2 separate regions of the Mus musculus genome follow, and region 2 is linked to region 1. The links are chromatin contacts, called in public Hi-C maps. All regions are on one chromosome and are shown on one strand. The core of a region is the stretch at or near the end of the contact, and the rest is flanking DNA. Distances in the headings are between cores, read along the strand shown. Region 1 holds the start of Mapre1 (microtubule-associated protein, RP/EB family, member 1). Region 2 overlaps Nol4l (nucleolar protein 4-like).

Region 1 (3,014 bases), core at 65-2,564:
CCCTACCTTCCTCACAGAGCTGTGGTAAGTATCAGAAAAGCACACCGCCTCCCAAGCTTCTATGTCCTGGCACTTTGACACCACAAAAGTATGAAACAGTTTCTAGATGGAGAAGGAGGAGTAGCACACAGGATATGACTCTGGAGTTGAGTTACTTGCTGGACAACGTAAGGCAAGTCCTTTCCCTACCCAAAGTCTCAGACTCGCCTCTGTAAAAGAATGATGAGCAGCTCAGCACAGTGGGGGAACTGCAGTCACCTCTCAGCCCCACAGAGAAAATAAAATGAGCAAAACACAACAGAGGGGAAAGAAAGAGAATAAAGATAGCATCTTTTCAAGGCAATGTGACTATTAAATGACACAATGCTACATCAAGCTCTTAACACAATGCCTTATACACAAGTGCCCATTAAAGAGCTATCTTGATTAATGCTAGTCAAGACATCCCATCACCGGCAGACATCAGGCCTAGCTGAACTTCCCTCAATGGGCCACCGGATCCTCATCGCCAAGATGCAGAGGTCAGGCTATACCCTGCAGTACTGGTATCGCCCTTTTACAGTAATTACAGAAATTATCTTGGCCATGTATTCATTTTCTTGCTTCCTGGCTCTCTACCCACAAAGCAGACTCCTAGAAAGCATGTCTTTGCCTGTCTACTCCCTGATGAGACCGGGGCCTAGCATTTACTAGGCACTCAACCACCACCCGCGGACCGCCTGACTTCTGCCAGGCACCGAGCTGAAACCTTTCTGTGCTTAATTCTACTGTCTCCATTTTACGGAGGAGGAAACTGAGGCACGGGGAGGCTGAAGCGCCTGCCTAAGGTCGCACTCTGCGGCCAACTCCGCGGACCAACTCCCACCCATTATGCAACGACGCCTCCTACACCCAGGGTCCCCACCGCGCCCCTCGCGCGCGCGCGCGCGCGCCCGTGGGCACACACCCTCCAGGCCCAGCCGCAAAGTCAGGACTTCGCCGGTCACCACTAGGCAGCCCCCACTTCCGGCCCACGCCCCGCCCCCGGGACAACGGAGCGCGCGCCCCCGGCCCAGGCCGCGCACCGGATCGCGGCCCCGCCCTTCCCCCCCACTGCCCGCGCGGCTCCGCACTGCTCACGAGGAGCCGCCTCCCGTGAATTCCCGACTGCTGCCGCCGCCCGGGCCCGCCAGCCGCCTCACCGGCTTTCTCAGGACCCGCGTCCGCCGTCCGCGCGCCCGGCTCCGGTTCCGTCTTCGTCTCGTTCAAACCGTCGGACCCCGCCCGCCCGCGCGCGATGACCTCACACGCACCCCGCCGTGACGCGCCGACGCAGGGGCTCGTCATCTCCCGCCCGGCCTTTTATAGAGACGGACTGGCCTGCGAGCCGGAGGCGGGGCCGAATGCTTGATCGACAGCTGGCATGCCCGGGGGCGGGGAGCAAGCCTGTTGGGCACGTGGTCAGTTGCGACCAATGACGTGTGAGTCCTCTGAGGAGGCGGAGTCCAGTTGCACATTCTGGTTTGCTGTAGCCCAGAAGAAAATTCGTTTGACCAAGATGGATTAATGAATAGGCTCGGGAGGAAGGTTAGCTCGCCTAGCATACATGAATCCCTGGTTTCAGTCCCCAACACCACAGATGGCAGCTGTGGTGGAACACACCTATCTTGCCAGCAAATCGTTTTGTCATCATCCCAGACCCTCTCTCTGGGAGTTCAGCCTGAGGTACACGAGACCCTGTCTCAGAAAGAAAAAACTGGGAGTGCTAGGCCACTCGTGTACACTTGGACAGGAAAGAGAATCACTGTAAATTCAAGGCCAGCCTGGTCTACAGTAGCAAGCTAGCCAGAGCTACACAGCGAGATCTGGTCTCAACAAAGAAAAAATGGCCATCGAAATGCTTTAGCAGGTGCATGCCCCCAAACCTGACAACATGAGTTCAAACCCCAGGACCCACTGATAGAAGGTGAGACGCGAGTCCTGCAAGTTGTCCTCTGACTAACACACATGGGCAGTGCCACTCGCATGCCTACACACACGCAAATATGCCCACAAATAACTGTGGTGGTATGAACGTTTAATCCCAGGACTCAGTAGGTAGAGACAAGAGAATCTCTGAGATCAAGGCCAGCCAGAGAGCTACACAGTTATTGTTTGCCTTTAAATTTAAAAAAAAAAAAAAAGATTTGGCGCCTGTTTTAGTTAGTGTTACAATTCCTGTAATGAAACATGACCAAAGCAACTTGGAGAGGAGAGTGCTTATTTAGCTTACTCTTCCATATTATCTCTGTTCATCACTGAAGGAAAACAGGGCAGGAACCTAGAGCCAGGAGTGGATGCAGAAGCCATGGAGGGATGTCGGTTACTAGCTTACTCCTCATGGCTTGCTCAGCCTGCTTTCTTATACAACCTGTCTTAGTCAGGGTTTCTATTCCTGCACAAACATCATGACCAAGAAGCACTTGGGGAGGAAAGGATTTATTCAGCTTACTCTCCCACATTGCTGTTCATCACCAAAGGAAGTCAAGACTGGAACTCAAACAGGTCAGGAAGCAGGAGCTGATGCAGAGGACATGGAAGGATGTTCTTTACTGGCTTAGTTCCCCTGGCTTGCTCAGCCTGCTCTCTTATAGAACCCAAGAATACCAGCCCAGAGATGGTCCCACCCACAAGGGGCCCTCCCCACTTGATCACTAATTGAGAAAATGACTTGCGGCTGGATCTCCTGGAGGCCTTTCCCCAACTGATGCTCCTTTCTCTATGATAACTCCAGCTGTGTCAAGTTGACACAAAACTAGCCAGTACACAACCCTAGACCACACCAGCACAGAGGTGTCCTAACCCACAGTGGGCTGATGAGATTCCCCCATCAATGACTAAGAAAACACTTTACCAGCTTGCCTAAGGGCTCATCTTAGGGAGGCATTTTCTTAATTGAGATTCCCTCCTCTCAAATGACATTAGCGTGTGTCAAGGTGTTATAAAACTGCCCAGCACAGCACCTTAATGAAAAACTAAGTCACCATGTAAGAGCA
Region 2 (3,060 bases), core at 526-3,025, 240 kb after region 1:
TCCCGGGGTTCTACTCATGGTTCTAAAGCCTCGCTCTCTTCCTTATCCCTTTCTCCATAGCCCAGTCTCTATGAGCAGTCAGAAGGGTTCTGTTGGCTCACACTTAACACTTGGGAGGCTGAGGCAGGAGGACTGCTACAAGTTCCAAACCAGCCTGGGCTAAATAGTGAGTCCTAGGTCACTCTGACAGAAAATGTGACACCCTCCCCGAATGAATAGATAAATAATAAGAATTTGGATTGTGTCACTACCTGCTTAAACTTTCTCTATGGCTGCCTGTGACACTGGAAGTCAGGGTCTCCATACACGCTGAGCACAGCTTCTGTGCTACCCCACTTATTGCTATCAATGATGGCAGCTCCCTTCCCACCTACCAGCCTTTTGCCTAGGCAGCTTGCCTTCTAGAGTGACTTAAACATGTCACTTTAATGGCATCTTTGTGGCCACCACACCTCACTGACAGGTGAGAATAGATCCTTCTGGTAACCAGGTTACAGCATCTGCCTGGTAAATGTAGACACTTTTTTGGTTGGCAGAGTGGTCCAGGCAGTTATCACATCCTCTGTGAAGCCTTCTTTCGTGCAGCCTCCTCGAGATCAGTCCTTCCCATAGCATCTTTAGGCAGCAGAGACATCCCCACGGGGGCTCCTGTCAGCTTGGTTCTCATGCTGTGGGGTCTGCACACTCAAGTGCAGTTCTCCATAGATGCTGCTGGAGGCGGAAACTGTAGTGAGGAGAACTGTCATTCTTGGAGCCTGGCCTGTGTTAGGTGCTTGAACACACCCTAGCATTAATCTTCAGAACCTGGTGGGGTCAACTCCTAGAAAAGCCCTTTGTTAAAGAGAAGCCAGTGGAAATTTGCAGAGCCTGAAGTCACTAGCCAGTCTGCCTGAGCGGGCACAGTGAGTGAGTCCCAGCAATGATTATATATAGTACCTTTCACATGCCAGGTTGAGCCCATGTGCATGCTGTCCCCTCTGGGATGTCTACCGCACCCTACCGCAGGGCTGAGACACTGAGGTACAGACATTCAAGAAGCCAGTCACAAGAGGGTCAGGCCTTGGCCTGTGGGCCAAAGAGGGCCTGGTCATGTGTACCACACCATGACATATTGAGGCATTGCAGAACCTTCCAGCTGACTTACCTGGGAGATTATTAGCACCCCAACACTAGGGCTAGCCTCCAGCCCTGGACAGACTGGCTAGTGGGTTCATAACAAATTGAGGGAACTGGTAGGTAGTTGGGGGATATGGTCCCGAATATGCAGCCAACCCCTCTCCTAGCCACGGTGACCCCAGCACCCTCCTGCCCAGACAGCCCTAGGGAAGGGACAGATCCATAAACATGAGGCTCCCCAAGGGCTCAGGAGGGGCACTGGGCGCTGGACAAGTCCTCAATATTATGGCTTTATTGTCATTTAAATGGAGCCTGCCTCAAACAGGCCACCCAGTTCTAGCCACCAGCGCCGGACAAAACCTCCATTGAAAAGCCAATTACAATCACTCCATCTAAATTGTCATGGATTTGTATAGAAAATTACATCTCCATTTAGTTCTGAAGCAACGTCCTGGACGTGGACAGAGGGGAGGCTGGCCCATTTACCTCGCCAGCGCAGCGCGGGTGCCGCAGGCAGGCAGAGAGAAAGCCCAAGCTGCCGGTCTTGGCTAGCCCAAGAACAAAGGCCAGTTTGTGGGGGCCCAAAGAAGAGCTGGGCCTCTGAGGGCGTCTCAGATTCCAGGCCTGGGCCGATGGACCCTGCACTGCCAGCTGGTCTCCCCTGCTGGCAGCTCTGGCCAGACAAGCTTCTGACAGCCGGCTTTAGGCGGCCGTCAGCCCTGCCACTATCCAAGGGGCCTGGAGCTTGGCTCCTGTCCACACTGCCAGGAAATGAAGGAGGTTAGCCTGGGGATCACTGGCCTGGTATCTTGAGAGTTTGGGTCATTCATTCATTCATTCATTCATCCATCACCATTGCTAAAGGGGCTTCTGGAAGTATGAAAAGCACAGTAACACAGAAATTAGCTCCAGCCTCAGGGTGTCCTGGGTTCCAGTCCAGGGTCTGTCCTTACTAGGCTCTTCCTGAGCATGTTCTCTGTGCCACAGAACAGAACATGGCTGAAGCCAACAAAATGCTGTGTCTCCTTTGTCCCTTAAAGTGAAAGGGAGATGACCCAGACTCTGAGGAAGTGAGCAGGGACTGCCTGAGTTTGTGGAAGAGTCACGTGACTAGACAGTGCTAAAGGAATAAGCCAGAAGGCACCCCAGGCTGAGGAAGCAGTATGTGTGTGGAAGGTGCCCCTATGGGCTGCCTTGGCTTACACATCTGTAATGTGTGCACAATGATGGTATGATTCCAGCTGTTCTGACGAGGGTTAGCCCAAGGCCCTGCCCAGGCAGACACTCATGCTCGCTTTCGGTGCGTGTGTATGAAGCAAAGGGTTCTGGTTCTATGCACCGTGGGTGTGACTGCATTTAATTATATGAGACTGTCCTGTGACTCCGTATGGTCATGGGTTGGTGTATGGAACTGTGCGTGTATTCCTTTGTTGACGGTCACTCGCCTTTCCTGTGGTCTTGCCCACACACAGTGCTCTCAGACTGGCTCTTTGTGGCTATGTGCCATGGCCTAAACATGCCTGTCTGAGTCCAGTGGGACTCCTGGCTGGGATGGCTGGCGGTACAGGTGGGTGCAGTAGGTGAGAGGGCAGAGGCCCCATCCTCCACAACCCAGTCCTACCAGGTGGACTGGCCGAGGCAGAAGCAGCCCCACCAGGGACTGCTCTGTGTACAGAAAACAAGTTCTTCTGGTATCAGCTCAAGTTTGGCAGGAAGTGGCTTTTGGGTGGCAGGAAATTGGATTCAGCTCATATCAGCGCCAGCTGAGGAGCAGGAGAACAGTTATCTAGGGTTAAACAGAGTTACCAAGAAGAGGGGCCCCCACCTCTCCATACCCGATAGTGCAGAGGGATAGGGATGGTGAAGGGTTGGAAAGAAGAGCGGTGCCCAGTCAGGTTCTACTGTGTCTTTGTTTGTTTGTTTGTTTTTCGAGACAGGGTTTCT

Evidence for each region. A called contact is a pair of places that touch in the nucleus more often than the background predicts.
Region 2: a Hi-C map of cerebral cortex shows a contact between it and region 1, with 1.7 times the contacts expected there. The contact joins the enhancer-like site here to the promoter of Mapre1 in region 1. A contact is called at or near these places in 1 of 39 promoter capture datasets (the HPC-7 cell line), 5 of 484 Hi-C or Micro-C datasets (cerebral cortex, cortical neurons and embryonic stem cells) and 1 of 9 other capture datasets (adipose tissue).

What each region holds. Positions count from the first base shown.
Region 1 is chr2:153,739,587-153,742,600 of GRCm38.p6, reverse strand. Mapre1 (microtubule-associated protein, RP/EB family, member 1) reads right to left here and starts at 1,314. Exons shown (of 7, transcript NM_007896.3): 1 at 1,182-1,314.
Region 2 is chr2:153,495,741-153,498,800 of GRCm38.p6, reverse strand. All of the region lies in intron 1 of Nol4l (nucleolar protein 4-like), which reads left to right. It also overlaps 4930404H24Rik. Among named protein-coding and RNA genes, the nearest start is that of Nol4l, 33 kb to the left of the region's middle. Within about 2 kb of position 1,775, at least 64 of the 459 cell types and tissues checked have an H3K27ac peak or open chromatin away from gene starts, as enhancers often do. A contact at or near this core is called in cerebral cortex, where this site is marked.